Linked DNA regions of Sus scrofa: region 1 is linked to region 2. The links are chromatin contacts, called in public HiChIP or PLAC-seq maps. All regions are on one chromosome and are shown on one strand. The core of a region is the stretch at or near the end of the contact, and the rest is flanking DNA. Distances in the headings are between cores, read along the strand shown. Region 1 overlaps AHCYL2 (adenosylhomocysteinase 3). Region 2 overlaps STRIP2 (striatin-interacting protein 2).

Evidence for each region. HiChIP or PLAC-seq counts read pairs in DNA pulled down with a chosen protein or histone mark.
Region 1: a contact with region 2 is called in an H3K27ac HiChIP or PLAC-seq map of skeletal muscle. The contact joins two enhancer-like sites. A contact is called at or near these places in 5 of 47 Hi-C or Micro-C datasets (embryonic fibroblasts, fetal heart ventricle, fetal skeletal muscle and 2 more) and 1 of 2 datasets of contacts at active chromatin or transcription factors (skeletal muscle).

The regions. Positions count from the first base shown.
Region 1 is chr18:19,373,382-19,376,872 of Sscrofa11.1, reverse strand. The region is part of intron 1 of AHCYL2 (adenosylhomocysteinase 3); the gene reads left to right. Among named protein-coding and RNA genes, the nearest start is that of AHCYL2, 67 kb to the left of the region's middle. Within about 2 kb of position 1,307, at least 11 of the 83 cell types and tissues checked have an H3K27ac peak or open chromatin away from gene starts, as enhancers often do. A contact at or near this core is called in fetal skeletal muscle and skeletal muscle, where this site is marked.
Region 2 is chr18:19,223,073-19,226,394 of Sscrofa11.1, reverse strand. STRIP2 (striatin-interacting protein 2) reads left to right here. Exons shown (of 21, transcript XM_003134694.6): 17 at 1,863-1,963. Among named protein-coding and RNA genes, the nearest start is that of SMKR1, 25 kb to the right of the region's middle. Within about 2 kb of position 1,429, at least 2 of the 83 cell types and tissues checked have an H3K27ac peak or open chromatin away from gene starts, as enhancers often do. A contact at or near this core is called in fetal skeletal muscle and skeletal muscle, where this site is marked.

The sequences.
Region 1 (3,491 bases), core at 58-2,557, 150 kb before region 2:
CCAGAGCCACAGCAACTCGGGATCCGAGCCGAGTCTGTGACCTATACCACAGCTCACGGCAACGCCGGATCCTTAACCCCTGAGCAAGGCCAGGGATCAAACCTGCAACCTCATGGTTCCTAGTCAGATTCGTTAACCACTGCGCCACCACGGGAATTCCGTAGCTTCCTTTGTTATATTTCTTTAACCTCTGCTCATTGCTCACATGGTTAAGTCTAAACTCCTTGCCTTGAGCTTCAAGGCACTTCAGGGTCTACTACTTTGGTTTCTTTTCTTTTTTTTCTTTTTCTTTTTTTTTTGCTTTTTAGGGCCACACTCAGGGCACATAGAGGTTCCCAGGCTAGGGATCGAATCGGAGCTGTAGCTGATGGCCACAGCTATAGCAATGAAGGATCCTTAACCCACTAAGCAAGGCCATGGATGCTAGTCAGATTTGTTAACCACTGAGCCATGGTGGGAACTCTATGGTTCTCTTCTCATTCCCTCCTCCCATTTTCCCCTTGCCTGCCCTTTACACTGTAGTAAACCACGCTACTTGTTTTCCAAACATCCCACACTTTTCAACATTCTTTGCCTTTGTTTTGGAATTTCTCTCAGACTGGAATGTCCTCTCCTTGTTCTGGGTCTAATGGGTTCCTATTCATTCTTAAAGTTACCACCTTTCCTGACCTTTGTAGTTTATGTAATCTTCCACTATTGTGTTATTACACTGTCATGTATACTGTAAATATGACATATATTTACATGTCTTTCTTTCAAACAAGATTATGAACTGTTTGAAGGCAAAATGATATATTCATCATTATTCACAACACTTGCATCTAGTGGGTGCTTAGTAATAATTTGTTGAATTAAATGAACTATGGAACATATAAACCTATTTTGTTTTAACTTAAAATAGTTACTAGAAGATATAGGTTTGAGTGAAGATTTAACGAAAAATCTGAAGTAGGGCTCCAACAGAGGGGGAATAACTTAGTTATGAAAATTATCAGTAAGCAATTTCTGGTACTAATCCAGCTGGTATATGAACAATATTCATTTGTCTGGGAAATTAGCATTAGGGCACAAGTCTACTCTTGTTTCAGAGGCTGAAGAGGAGATACAAGAGATCTGACAGGGGATTGAAAAAAAAAAAGAAAGAATGAAAGAAACCCCATAGGGCAAGAGAGACTTGACAGTAATGGCAGTAACTTGGTTTGGGCTTGAAATGTGATCTGGCAGTCAAAGGAAAGCTAGTGCTATTCTAAGCAGCGAACAAAGAAGAATTGTGCCACAGCAGAGGGAGTTGGCAAGAGCCCACTGGGAGTATTACATTTAGCACAGTGTCAGCATGATAGAAACAGAAGGTGGTGAGTTCTGAGAACAACTGTAGTGCTGAAAGGGATAAATAGATGAATTTATGAAGATCATTTAAAGATGTTAAGCGTGCAAGGTTGACTGAAATCTGCCAACTATGAGATCCAGGAGAGAGAGACACTCCCAAATATCTGAAGGTTTATTAACATTGGAGCAAGAGAGGAATTATTTAGCCTGGACTAGGAGACTTGGTAAGAAGGTGAAACTGAGGGCAGGCAAATTTATAGTTCTCTAAAAGGAATGTCCTGATGTAGTTTTTGGGTAATGGTGTTACCTTCATCCCTCAGAACTTTTTATAGTATGAAGCTGTAAGGCCAAAAGGTAAGACTTGAGAAGCTCTTTCCCTTGAAAAACTGCTGTGGAATATTTTGGTCTTATGAATAAAGAGAATTGTTGTCCTAGAGGGCAGGTTATGGAGAATTGGTTTAGCTTGTGTTAGCCACACCCAGCAGGTTGCACACTATGCACAACAAGGCAGCTTGATTCTTGAGGTTCTAAAATAAAACCACTGATCATTATAGGCTTCATGCTTCTTAATCTGTTTCAGTCATTTAGAAACTTTGGCAGATTTCCTAAGACCATCCCTTTGGAAGAGAACGATGGAGCAGTAAGCCAAATGTAAACTTAAAAAAACAAAAACAAACAAACAAAAAAACAACACAGAGGGAATCCTATTGAAATGAATGTTGTCTGTTACAAGATGGCATAACATCCATCCTCGGGTTGAGATTTGAGATTGTCCTTGGGGATGGGGATGAAGAAGCCTTGGGCTGGTACTCACTTGTTGTTCGGGACATTTTAAATGCCAGAGAATGGTGCCGTTGCCTTCAGTGCTGCCCAGATCTCTACGTTATTTCTCAGTTCAGATAGGACAAGGAAAAACATGGTGATTCACTTAGAGAGATTTTGTTTCCTGAGGCAAACGTATTTGAGCGTTCAAGTGAAATAACTAAAAGAGCTCACAGTGTACTAAGATTTTAAAAACTTGTGTCTCTTTCCTCATGTCTGGCGCCATGACTTCTAACTGCTTATCAATAAAAGCCAACCACATAGGAGGAGTTCCCGTCGTGGCTCAGCAGTTAACAAACCTGACTGGTATCCATGAGGACTCGGGTTCAATCCCTGGTCTTGCTCAGTGAGTTAAGAATCCAGCATTGTCATGAGCTGTGGTGTAGAGCAGCTCGGATCCTGCTTTGCTGTGGCTCTGGTATAGGCCGGCAGCTGCACCTCCAATTCCACTCGTCGGTGGGGAACCTCCATGTGCCACGGATGCGGCCCTAAAAAGACAAAAAACAAACAAACAAACAAAAACACAGAGAAGCCAACCATATTGCAGCTTGAAACAATGTTGGCTGTGAAGAATGTGGAGTCAGGACCAATTTAAACAGCTGATTCTTTCCTCAGTTAAATTATGTTCCGTGTGTCAGTGTGGATCTTCCAAGAGGCAGATGTCAAGTCAGGCTTGACACAAGAGGCATAAGATTTATTGGAGGAAGGAAGGAAGCACCTGTAAACTATAGAGGAAAGGGAGCCAGGAATAGGCAGGAGAGCTTTCAGAATGTGATAGAGGACTAACAGCTGGGAAGGAAGCCTGGGAAGGAAGACAGGTCAAGTGGGGAGAACTTCAGACCACAGTACAAGATCTCAGCCAGGTGGATGTGGAGGCCCTAAGCACAAGTTGCCATGGCGTCCCCTGGTGGTACAGTAGGTTTAGGACCCAGCACTGTCACTGCTGTGGCATGGGTCACTGCTGTGGCGTGGATTCAGTCCATAGCCCTGGAACTTCTGAATGCTGTGGGTGTGGCCAAAAAAAAAATGTCACCTGTTTGGGTAATTCTGTACGGGGCAGAATTACACTCCAGCTATTATACTCTCAGAAAACCACCCAAGAAAAATGGAAGTATATGTATGTATAAAGACTTGTATGTAATGCTTTTCTGCACCTGTGGAGATGATCATATAGTTTTAACCTTTTTGTTTATTAATATGGTAAATTACATCAATTGATTTTCAAATGCCAAAGCAACCTCCCATTGTAGGATAGCTCCACTTGATTGTGACATATTATTTTTATATATTGCTAGAATTGATTTTCTAAAAATATGCTAAGAGTATTTGACTCTCTATTAGTG
Region 2 (3,322 bases), core at 180-2,679:
GGGAACCTCCATATGCCACAAGTGTGGCCCTGAAAGACAAAAACAAAAACAAACAAAAAAAAAACAACAAAAAAGAACATGTGCTAGCACATAATTATTGCACACTTACAATGTGCTCAGCCCTCTGTTAAGTTCATGAGGATCTCAAGTAATTCTCCACTCCCTATGAGGTGGGTCTTATTTGATCCACTAAGGCTAAAAAAGTTAAGAACCTGCTTCCCCATGAAGGCATTGTTTGCCATGCTGAGTTTGGACTTGGTGCTATGGGTGTTGCCAAGATATGGGAGAACATGGGGGCAGTGAATGGATGTTCTCTGTGGTGAGACGTGGAGAGGAGAAGGAGGCTTCTCATTCCTGCACAGAGGCTTTGCCCCATTTTCCTCCCAAGAAGTCAGGACCAGGCTTGTTGGTAGAAGAGCAGGTCCTCAGAGTGCAGGGAAGGCCCTGCAGGGTCTGCGTCCATGGAGGGTTTGACTGTACGACCAGGGCATTTCTCCACTTCAGTATGTTCAGAGACATCTTTGGGTGCGTTAGGGAACCCTGAATACTCACAATTCTCCTGCCAGTGTTCGCTGAGCAGCATCAGGGCTGGAAAGAATAGGGATGGAGGAGATAGATTTCCTAGTAGAAAGAACAGGGAACTGTGGATATGGATTTCTGTCTGCTTCTCTTGGTGGGCAGTGTGTGGATGACCAGATGGACAGATGGATGGCTTGATGGGCCTTGCCAGTATGTGTCAGTGACTCCTGACAAGGCTACAGACATGTCTCAAACTGAAAAATGTTTCCCATCACTTGTTAGTAGGTATGTATTGGCTCCTCCATCTGAGGCTTTGGAAAATACCCTGGACCACTTGCCAGGGAAAATATTTGAGCAGAAGAGAGAAATGGGCAAGATAAAATGACTCCCCACCTCTAACCACACATCTAGGCAGGGGGCAGTTTAGCTTGCTACCATGCCTATTTCTTAATGATCAGGAAGAGCTAAGGGATTTAAATTTACACCACTGTAACTTTCTGCTTTTTCAGTCCAGTTTCTGTACTGTCCCAGGAGTCTAGGTTCTGGATCTGAAGACAAACTGTTACCTGATGCTCCTCAGTGTATCATGGGTAAATCATGGTGACACAACTCCCTGACACTGCCCCAGCAGGTCTTCCTGGGTGCAAACCTGATCCAGATTCAAGAGAGCAAAATGGAGCCCTATGTTCTGCTGTTTAGCCCATCAAAGAGATCTTGGCCTTATTCTCAGTGCAGTATCTGTTGACTGAAGGACTCTTGTTGATTGATTCATTCAAATACTGATAGTCTTAAGTATGGAGCTAATACAGTGAACTAGACTTTTGCTGGAACCTGCATACCAGTGGTTCATTTGGTTACTGTGTGATGTATCCATCCTGAGTGAGTGATGCTAGCAGTTGCCAGGACTAGGTTGCCAGGACTAGGCTGCACCTGTTCCTTCTTTATCAATCACTGTTGAAACACTATGAGCCAGAGCTTTGGTATGGAAGACAACTCCCTCGGGGAGCCTTCCTTTCCTGTAGAGCTTAGGAACAAATCTCACAGTAATTCTTCTTATTTATCTGGAGTGGGATTTTCTTTCTGGCTTGTTTATGTTTTATGCTTTAGGTCAGGCCCTTGCAATGTACACACTGTAGGATGTACACACGTCCCTTTCTGTGTAGGATGAGCTGGCTGAAGACGGTTCTCCCCATTTCCCAGGCAGGAAGGCTGATAACACAAGATGACAGTGAATATTCTCAGGAATGGATAATAGAATTGTACTTGCATCTTTTTTTTTTTTCATACAGACCCTCTATTCTCCCCCAAATAAGCATCCTTTCTGCTTTGATCTTTTAATTCAGTTTGAATATGTATCACAACATTTGGTATTTGCTAACTGCATTCCATTGATCCTGAAATTCTTCAATCAAAATATCTTGTCCTACATCACTGCCAAAAACAGGTAAGGACTCTGGACAGGTTTATTTCAAAAGGCTATTTGGGATGGTTGAGAAATTACATTGCGTCTGAGCCACCTTTCAGTTCTCCTGGTGTCCCGGGAGAACTTAAAGCTGTCACTGTCAAATTTAACTTCCTTGAAGTATTAGCTGGTGGGGTGTATGGTTTGGCCTCTTCACAAAGACATTTGTATTTTAATAGTTCTGAAATCCTAAAATGCCACAACTCAAAGAAATGAAACTGCAGCAATGAATTTCAGCCCTGTGGCAGAAGGATCCAGAAAACTGTTTTTTATGAAGGAGGCTACCTGTCCGGCCAACCGTGATTTCTAGTATAAATCATAAGTTGGGTCAATTATACTTCTTTTTAAAGTGTTATACAGAATTTGTAACCAAAGGTAGATAATAGACTATAGATAGATCAATTTCTAGTTTAAAAAAATACAGTATTTTCACATCCATTATTTCATTTAATCTCCTCAGTGCTAAGAGGTATCAAAAGTTTTATTCCCATTTCACTAATTAGGAAAATTCAGGGAGGTTAATTGACTGACTTTAGGATAACATGCTGGTGAGATCCCTAAAGTAAGCAGCAGAGTTCTGGGTCAAAACACAAATTGTTTTTTTGTTTTTGTTTTTTGTGTTTTTTTTGGCTATTTCAGGGCCACACCTGTGGCAAATGGAGGTTCCCAGCCTACAGAGGTCAAACTGGAGCTGTACCCACCAGCCTGCACCACAGCCACAGCAACTTGGGATCTGAGCTCTGTCTGTGATCTACACCACAGCACGGCAACACCAGATCCTTAACCCACAGAGCAAGGCCACGACTCGAACCTGCATCCCCATGGATGCTAGTCAGGTTCGGTAACTGCTGAGCCACGAAGGGCACTCCAAAAATTGCTTTCTGATCACAATTGCTGTGGATTGCTCCAGCCAAGTGGGGACTTGGGAGGTTAAGAGTAGATGCTTCGTCCTCGGTTTGCTACTTCCTTAAGAACTAGAAGCATGTTAATCAGTAGAGTTGACCAGAAGTGCTTTATCGGAGGCAAAGTTCCTAAAATAGAAGAAGGCTGACCTGATACTGGAGGTGACTGCAGAGGGGCTAGGAGATGTTGCCACACCAGTCTGTCAGCACTGCCTGAAACCCCATCCTGGAGAGGCAGCCTACTTGTATGTAGTTTAAAACACACAGAATCTGAAGTCACAAGTCCTAGATCTGCTACTTGCTAGATGTGTAATCTCGAGTGTAAGACACTTTGCTTCTCTGAGCCACAGTATTTTTGTCTTTAAAATGAGAATTTAAAAAATTTTTTAAATAAAATAATATTCTGGCTATATCATAGACTTTTATAAGCATTAGTTAA